Linked DNA regions of Mus musculus: region 2 is linked to region 1. Evidence: chromatin contacts called from public targeted proximity ligation data. All regions are on one chromosome and are shown on one strand. The core of a region is the stretch at or near the end of the contact, and the rest is flanking DNA. Distances in the headings are between cores, read along the strand shown.

The links.
Region 2: a targeted proximity ligation map of pancreatic cancer cells shows a contact between it and region 1. A contact is called at or near these places in 22 of 484 Hi-C or Micro-C datasets (the HPC-7 cell line, the MNK3 cell line, the N1E-115 cell line and 13 more), 7 of 130 datasets of targeted methods (the 230-238 cell line, CD8 T cells, heart atrium and 2 more) and 3 of 9 other capture datasets (adipose tissue, liver and pancreatic islet).

Annotation. Positions count from the first base shown.
Region 1 is chr19:29,940,501-29,944,713 of GRCm38.p6, reverse strand. All of the region lies in intron 1 of Il33 (interleukin 33), which reads right to left. Among named protein-coding and RNA genes, the nearest start is that of Gm41832, 16 kb to the right of the region's middle.
Region 2 is chr19:30,123,279-30,127,545 of GRCm38.p6, reverse strand. Gldc (glycine decarboxylase) reads left to right here. Exons shown (of 25, transcript NM_138595.2): 16 at 2,749-2,824. Among named protein-coding and RNA genes, the nearest start is that of Gldc, 50 kb to the left of the region's middle.

The DNA.
Region 1 (4,213 bases), core at 839-3,338:
GGCAATACATCTTGTCACCTTTGACACACTTATCTTTCTAAAGAATAGAAATATTTTGTGGACACTACTCTGAGTGTTAGGGTCTTCGGCTGAATAAAAAGGAGAAAGTGAGCTGAACACCACCTTTCATAGCTTTCTGTTTGCTGGGTGAGGCTACCACGTGACCAGCTATATCAGAATTCCTGCTGCCGTGCATTCTCAGTCGTGATGGGCTGTACCACCTGACCTGTGAGCTGCAATGAACCTTATCTTCCCTATCTTCTTACTGTTGCTTCTACCAGGAATTTTATCACAATAATGAGATACAGTCTCTAAGTTAAGAAAGTAACCCCGTCAGCAATGTTAATTGAAACATTGTCCCTTGGTACTATTTATTGGATTTTTAAATGAAATTTCAATTTATAAATTTTGTGTGGAAATATCTAATTTCTAAATATCATATAGAAATATTCAATACTTTCATTTTAAAATTGTGGGTTTTGTGTCTCAACTTAGGATATCTTTTGCATCTATGACTAAAAGATTTGCTTATGCTATTTTCTAATATTTATTATTTAACATTTTTTTTATTTGTTTGGTTTTTCAAGATAGGGTTTCTCTGTGTTGCCCTGGCTGTCCTGGAACTCACTCTGTAGGCCAGGCTGGTCTCGAACTCAGAAATCTACCTGCCTTTGCCTCCCGAGTGCTGGGACTAAAGGCGTGTGCCACCAATACCCGGCTCATTATTTAACATTTTATACTTGGATTTTTGATTGATTCATGATTACTGTTAGCATAGAAATGTAAGTTGTGGTGAGGTATGGTAACACAGACTTTTAATCCCTGCACCCTGGAAGCAGAAGTCAATATATCTTTGTGATTTTGAGACCAGCCTCAATATATATGTGTGTATATATATACATATATATATATATATATACTGTATGTATATGTGTATATGTTTATATATACACTTTTATATATATACATATATATGTATATATGTATGCTATTGTTTTCAACTGCTTGTTCCAATTATGTTTGCAATCCAGTTTAGACAAAATCAAGCTTTAGTGTTTATGTTGGGAGCAGTGTGCAGAGGCCTGCGAATAGAATAAGGAACACTGATATCGAGAAACTTCTAAAATTTATTTATTTTATTTTTTGAAGCAAGGGTTTCACTATGTAGCCCTGGCTGGCCTGGAATTCTCCATGTAGACTAGGCTGGTCTTGAACTCACAGGGATTGATTCATCTACCTCTGCCTCCAAGTGCTGAGATTAAAGTGCATATACCACCATGCCTGGCTGATAGCAGGAAGCTTTTAACGTGTTAAACATTCACTGTACTTTGTGATTTTCTGACTCTGTGATGTGCCATCCAAAGAAAAAGAGTAAAGAAAACCAGTTTGATGTCCAATTGAAATCCCAGATAAAATATGCTGAGAAAAGAGCTGGGGTCACATTTGAGGGGTCAGTACAGCGTGTATACGGTTGAATGTGGGCCATCCACACACTTCAAAGAGCTCTTGTGTGTCAGCGTGAGAAACATCATAGTTCCAAGTCTCAAACACAAAAAGTGTGAGCTGTCATCTTTTCCAAAGTACTAATGTGTATGGCGGCCTCTTTGGCCTTTAGGAAGTTACGTTAAGTAAATATTGAATTGGCATTTTAGGTCAGGGACGTCCATCGGCATGAGCCCATGGGACACCGCGTGAAGATTTTCTTTTCAGTTTGGTGTATTTTCTACATCTGGTCAACCAGCAAGTCCTTTATCGAGACACCCCTGTCCTCCTAGGTGTCAGGCAATTCTCTTCGATGATCAGAGCTGTTGATATGCCATCAGAATGTCGGTTTGGCTACTGACTTTTCTTTCCTTAGTGAGACTCTTTGAAAACTTTGTGAAGGAACTTGGAAAAGATAGATAATATCGAAAAGACCTCTGACCCTAGAGAAAGTAATTAAGTGGTTTGGAAATCATTACAAGGAAATCTAACTTCTCTGAGGTCTCTTGAGGTCATAGCAGTGATAGGCTTGAGTCTGTGTACAGAGGGCTGTCTAATGATGACGCCAATGAGTCAGACAGCTTGCTGCTAGGCTAGGTGCTGGGAAGCAGTGGTGAACCAGTCAAAATCCTGCCTTCTGAAGCTTACTCGACACTGGCAGGCGGCTGTTGAGTAATATTCAGGCAAATACAATCTTCCCGAACACTGACGTCAGGAACCCAGAAAGGAGCTGGTGCTGAGGAAGGGCAGTCCCAACTTAATGTCAAAGGTCCTTCCACAAAGTGCAAGGAATCTGGGGGTGGGGCAGAAACGCCTTCTGTGCAAAGAACACTCCAGGGTAATGGTTCAGTTCAAGATGGGCATAATCTGCTTAAAGAACAGGGGGAGCCTGGTTGAACCACAATAGGCTATCAGGAACATAGTAGATGGGGGTAGAGATGGTAGAGAGCAGGAGGCATGTTTGGTTGGGCTCAAGAAGCCAAAGGAAGTAGCCTAGCCTCAACTTAAAAGACAGAAGGAGCCAAAGAAAAGGTTTTAAGCAATATGGATGTGATTTGACCTTTTTTTTTTTTTCATTTCTCTTTCTTACCTCCCTTCCTCCCTCTGCCCCTTCCTCCCTTCCCTCTCTCTTTTCTTTCCTTCCCTCCTCCTCTTCTTCTTCTAGATGAAAATTCACATATCCCAGACCTCGATACAAGTCGCTGCGTAGAGGACTTTTTAAAATTACATTTATTTGTTAGTCACGGGCCATGAATATCATAGGACAACTTGCAGGGACGGCTGCTCTCTTTTACTACACGGGTTCCAAGCATCAAACTTACAAGATTTAGCAGGAAGCACCTTTGCCCACTGTACCTAAGCTCAGTGACCCAGTCTGGGCCTTCTGACTCTCTTGACTCTGTCTCCATCGTGCCTAGAACCCAGGACTTTGCTCATGCTAAGCAATCACTCTACCAACTGAGCTTTGGGTCCTGGCCTTTCCCTTTTAAAAAAACTATGGCTACTATACAAGAAACATCTGAAGGCCAAGAAGAAGGGTGAGCGAGGAGTTTACAATAGGTCAGTCTTTAAAAAAATAAAATAAAACAACATATAATATATATATTGTTTAAAAAAATGTATGTGCACTGTACGTGCCTGTGTGCATTTATGCACACCATGCATGTGTGTGAGTGTGTGCCTACACAGGCTAAAGAGGGTCTCAGATCCCTGGAACTGGATTTACCAGTGGTTGTGAGTTGCCATATGTGGGTTCTGGCAGCTAAACCCAGGTCCTTCGCAAGAACAGCATGCGCTCTTAACTGCTGAGTCATCTGTAGCCATTAAGACACTCCTGAGTGAGGACAGTGTCCGTGAGGTGACTACAGCTTCACAGCTTTGGCCATTCATCTTATGTGAGCCAGGAGCCTTTTCACTAGCTATTTGCATATGGTTATCTCCCTGTTAGCGGCGTAAACAGTAGCTCACCTCTTGCCCAGGGATGGTCTGGCAAGGGCCACACTGCTAATTGTAAGTAAAGCCGGATCTGATAACAAGCTCTTTCCCTGAAGGCATGGGGAACATTGCTAGAATGGGATGATGTTGAATTCCAGGGCCTAAGTTCTAGTTTATGCTGTGTCAAGCCTTTATGGTCTAACATGAGAAGATTCATGAGTCTGTGATGGGAATCTCAAAGACATATTGCTAGTGCATAGAAAGAGGCAGTGTCCCCAAATGATCTGCTTTAGTTTTATTTCTACAGCTGTGATAAAATACTCCAACAAAAAGCAACTTGGGAAAAGGATGGTTTTACTTAAGTTCATAATTTCAGGTTATGTACCCCCGTGGGGGAAGTCAAGACAGGAACTTTAAACAGCTGTTCACATCTCATCGCAGTCAAGAGAAGGAAACAAATGCTTACGGGCTGGCTTGTTTGCATTCAGCTCAGTTTCTCCATTCCTATACTGCTTAGAAGTCCCCTCCTCCTCACCAGGGAATTGTGCCACTCACAGTGGGCTAGATCCCTCCACGTCCATTAACCAAGACCATCCCCCAAAGCCATCCGTACAGTGTGGCCCGCTGCACACACCCCCTTGATTAGGCTCTTTTCTCCAGACATTGTAAGTTATATCAAGTTGAAACCATCACATGGTCTTAGCTGATAGTCGATGGCTAAGCTTTCTAAGACAGAGTGACTTCATCACAGGACAATGCTGACGCACAGTGGGTCTCTTACACCAACTCTGTGCCC
Region 2 (4,267 bases), core at 441-2,940, 180 kb before region 1:
TGCCAAGGGGTGGAGCCTCATGAAATTCCCCTCTACCCTGTTAGCATGGCTATTGGTGTCGCCCTTGTTCATCTCATGTTTAGATAGCCATATGGTTGAAGTGTCACGGATGTGGCTTCCCCGTTATTTTTCGGAGACACGGTCTCACAGGAGTTTTGTTTCTGCCTATGTCTTCTTCATTGTTCCCAAATGTTAGGTTAGGAATTGTATTGTAGATGTCTTCACTAGGGCCAGGCACCCCGAGATCATTTATTCTCTGCATTTTGACAAGTTATGGTTGTCTTCAATGGCCTCCATCTGCACAAAGAGGAGTTTCTTTGTTAAGAGATGAAGGCTACGCGTATCTGGGTTGTAAGAATGCAGTTAGGAATTTTGCTTGGGTTTTGGTAACGTGATTTATAATGGGTTCTCCAAGATCCTTGATCTTACTATTCGTGTGTGGTTGGCTAGGTTTCCAGTATCTGGCTTGATTTGCTTCTGTTGGGCAGGCTGAAGTCCAATTAGACAGCTGTTGATTATTGTGGTGGTTTGAATATGCTTGGCCCAGGGAGTGGCACTATTAGGAAGTGTGGCCTGTTGGAAGAAGTCTATCACTGGGGGCAGGCTTTGAGACCCTCCTCCTAGCTGCTTGGGAGATAGTCATTTCCTGGTTACCTTTAGATCAAGATGTAGAACTCTTAGCTCCTCGCAGCACATCTGCCTGCATGCTGCCATGCTTTTTGCCATGATGATAATGGGCTCAACCTCTAAACCTGTAAGCCATCCCAAATTAAATGTTGTCCTTTATAAAAGTTGCCTGGCTCATGGCGTCTCTTCACAGCAGTGGAAACCCTAACTAAGACAGTTATCTTCAGGAATAGGAGTGTCACTACACATTTTTTAAAGTCCCTTACTACAAGGGGGAAGAAAGGCTTGTGTGTGAATTGTCAGGGGTGAAGGATAGAATTCAATTCCCAGCAAATCTCCTAAGCATTTCTTTCCCAGCCACTTCATAAAGCTACAGTTCCTTAGGTCCCTGGTGGGGAATGCACAGAACCCCGAGTCTAGCTTGTTGAGATAAGGCAGGCACATAGCATGAACATTGCAGTAACTTTTAATGTACAGTAGATGCACGGGCTGATCTTGGATCACATGAACACGTAAGGTAAAATACAATAAGGTTCTTAAAATTGGTGTGTGTGTGTGTGTGTGTGTGTGTGTGTGTGTGTGTGTCCGTCCGTGTGCGCGCCCACCCAAGGAAGTCAGAAGAAGGCATCAGGTTCTCATGACTGGTGTTTCAGGCAGTTCTGAGATGCTCAGCACGGGTTCTGGGATCTTAACCATCCTCTGAAAAGAGCTGAAATGCCCTTGACGGCTGAACTCTTCTAGCACCTGCAATAAGAGTTTTGCTGGAGGAAGGTCACTCATTCACCAGTCAGTGTTTATTATATCCTCTTTTTTTTTTTTTTTTTTTTTAAATTTGTGGACAAGAACCTTGCTTTTGGGAATAGCCAGCCTCTTTGGGGCCTACTTAGTGAAAACAAGTCAGTCACATTAGGAGCTGAAGGTACTAGCTCAGCACAAGGACCTGTGTGGAAAACTCCGGGATGAGAATTGGCTTGATATGGTTCAGGGATGGCCTGGACAGCTGGAGGGTGGTAGATGACAGCCATAGGACGGAGCTAGGGTCACCTGACTAAGTCGGCTTTGGGAGGGCTCATAGAGTTGGCCTTGTTGGTTGGGATGATTCAGTCTTGGTGTGGATTTCCTCACCATTCAGAACATCTGCATGGTTTTTAATTCCCCCATTTAATAGATGACAGAGCAGCAGGGGACCACGTAATGAGAGGTGATAGTGATTTTCAACGTACGGCGTTCATTTCCTTGTTCTTGAAATAAATAAAAGGCGTTAAGTGTGCTGGCACTTTTGGCTTCAGCTGTAAAATGAGAGATAAAAATGAGTGAGTGTAGCGTGGAGAACAAGGCTCTGTGAAGGAGGCAGAGAGGCAGAGAGCCCTGATACCTCTCACTTCCCCTTCCCTGCTTCATGGAGAACAAGAACTCTGACCCATTTGCAGTTGTCTCAGCTTTGCTCACAGGAGCATTAGTCATTAAGCACGCTCTCAAAGTGGTGCCTGCAAGATAATGGCAGGCTTCTAGCAGCCACACATTCAAAGGGCAGGAACAATGTGTGATAGGAATGGAAAGTTTCCATGGCGATAGTGTGGCCTTTGCATGACTCAATATTTGATGGTATCGGAAAAAGCTTATTTTTCTAGGCGTGATCATTAGGCTGCAGTCACATTTTTAAGATTTCTTTCCTCTGAAAAAGACTCGTTGGTTTGAGCTGATAAAACATGAGCCTGGTGATGGTTTCACAATTGCTTAGTTCAGCATAGAGGGGTTTGTTGAGTGCTGGGTGTGTTTAGGAATGAGACTTGCCACAAACTGATCCTAATATCTTCTTATAATTTCTAATTTCCCCCTTGTAAAAACCCAGACAATGGGTTCCTTATTATTCCCACAATTTTTTTTAAAGCCAGTCAAATTCCCCCTAGTAAGACCAGGTTGATTCTAAGGTCCTGAGCTGATAAGCATGGCTCACCTTTAGTTGGTGCCAACCTGTTAATCTTCTTTCTATAAAGATGCCATATGATAGGAACCTGGACCATGGCTGCCTAATGTGTAATCAGTGTCTGCTAAATCCTAAATGAACACGGGGAAAGCTTGGAGCCCACAAGCCTGACTCTTCTCTTCTTGTCTTTGCAGCGGAGCGCAGGGGGAGTACGCCGGACTGGCCACCATCAGAGCGTACTTAGACCAGAAAGGAGAGAGACACAGAACAGTGAGTGAGCATGGGCAGGTGGTGCTCGATCCCTGGGGGAGGTTGAAGGCTCGGATCTCGGAGTCCCTTCTGTTCTGTGGGACCTACCTTTCCAGCCTTGGTGGAAGTAGACAGGGAGACATATAATCAAGAAACCCTTTTCTGCCACGTGATCATCAAAGACATCCCACGTAATCACGGTGACAGAAAACGTTCAGAAATAAAAGGCTTTTGTGCAAACCCAGCATATGGAGTAGTCAGTGGGCCATGAAAGTGCTCTCTAGGGAGAAGGAGGCAGGAACCTTATTGCTGCCATTGCCACCCTCCTCATTAGCTCCGCCCTAGCCCTGGGCCTAAGATTAAGCAATTTTGAGCCTAAGCATAGTCTAGGCCATATGTAAGATACCACTGAATAACTACGTTCCCCCTAACACTAAGCAGATTGTTCCTAGCACTAAGCAGCCATGAGGTTGGGGAGCAGATGTATTTCTGCTGCATGCTCTGCTTTGGGCATGAGAGTCGGGTTTGCAAAAAAGTGACTCCTGGGGACCACTGGGGTCCTTATCTACGTAGCTGGTGCTACTGGGCACCACCACTGTCCCAGAAAGACGTGTTGTGATCTATGCAAAGCCTCTCCTTAAGGCCAAAGGAGGCCTCTGTTCCTGGCCCCTTCATTTTGGAGGCCAGCTCCGTGCTAGGTTTTCTGCTGAGCTGTGGAGCTGGAATTCTTAGGGTAGGTATCAGGAGCAGGACAAACAGGCCCTGACTGTTCCAGGAGAGCTCTAGAAGGTTCTTACCTAAGCGGGTCACGTCAGTGCATGGCAGCCCAAGCTCATGTCCTTTCTGAGCTTATTGAAGCTGATTTTTTCCCCCTTCTGGTTAGTCTGAATTTTACAATGAAGAATTTTAAAACTTTCACATCTTCCTTTAAAAGTACATGAGCAAGGCATGTCCTCTCCCTCTGTAGCCTATCCATCTGATTTTAAAAGTGTGTCTTCCCACTGGGAATAGAATAATAATTCCTCCTCCTCCTTCTCACCCTCCTCCTCTTCCTCCTCACCCTCCTCCTCTTCCTCTTCCTCTTCCTCCTCTGTGGTGTTGGAGATGGAACCCAGGCCTTTCCCATACTTATGCAATACTGTAGACCTGAGCTACACCATCAGGTTTTGTTTGTTTACCATTTTACTGCTATTATTACAGACATGTAGTCCAAGCTGGCCTCACACTCTCTGTTCAGCTAGGAACGCCTTGAACTCCTTACCCAACCCCCTGCCTCCACCTCCCCAGATGCCGAGATTGTCTTTCTGTGCACACGCTCCACTTGTTTTGATGTTCGGATATGTTTGTACGTTAGTTGAGATAGGGTCTCAGTACATAGTTCAGGCTGGACTTGAACAGTGCAATTGTTTTGTCTCAATACCCTAAGTGCTGAGTTCACAAATGTATTCTACCATAGCTATCATT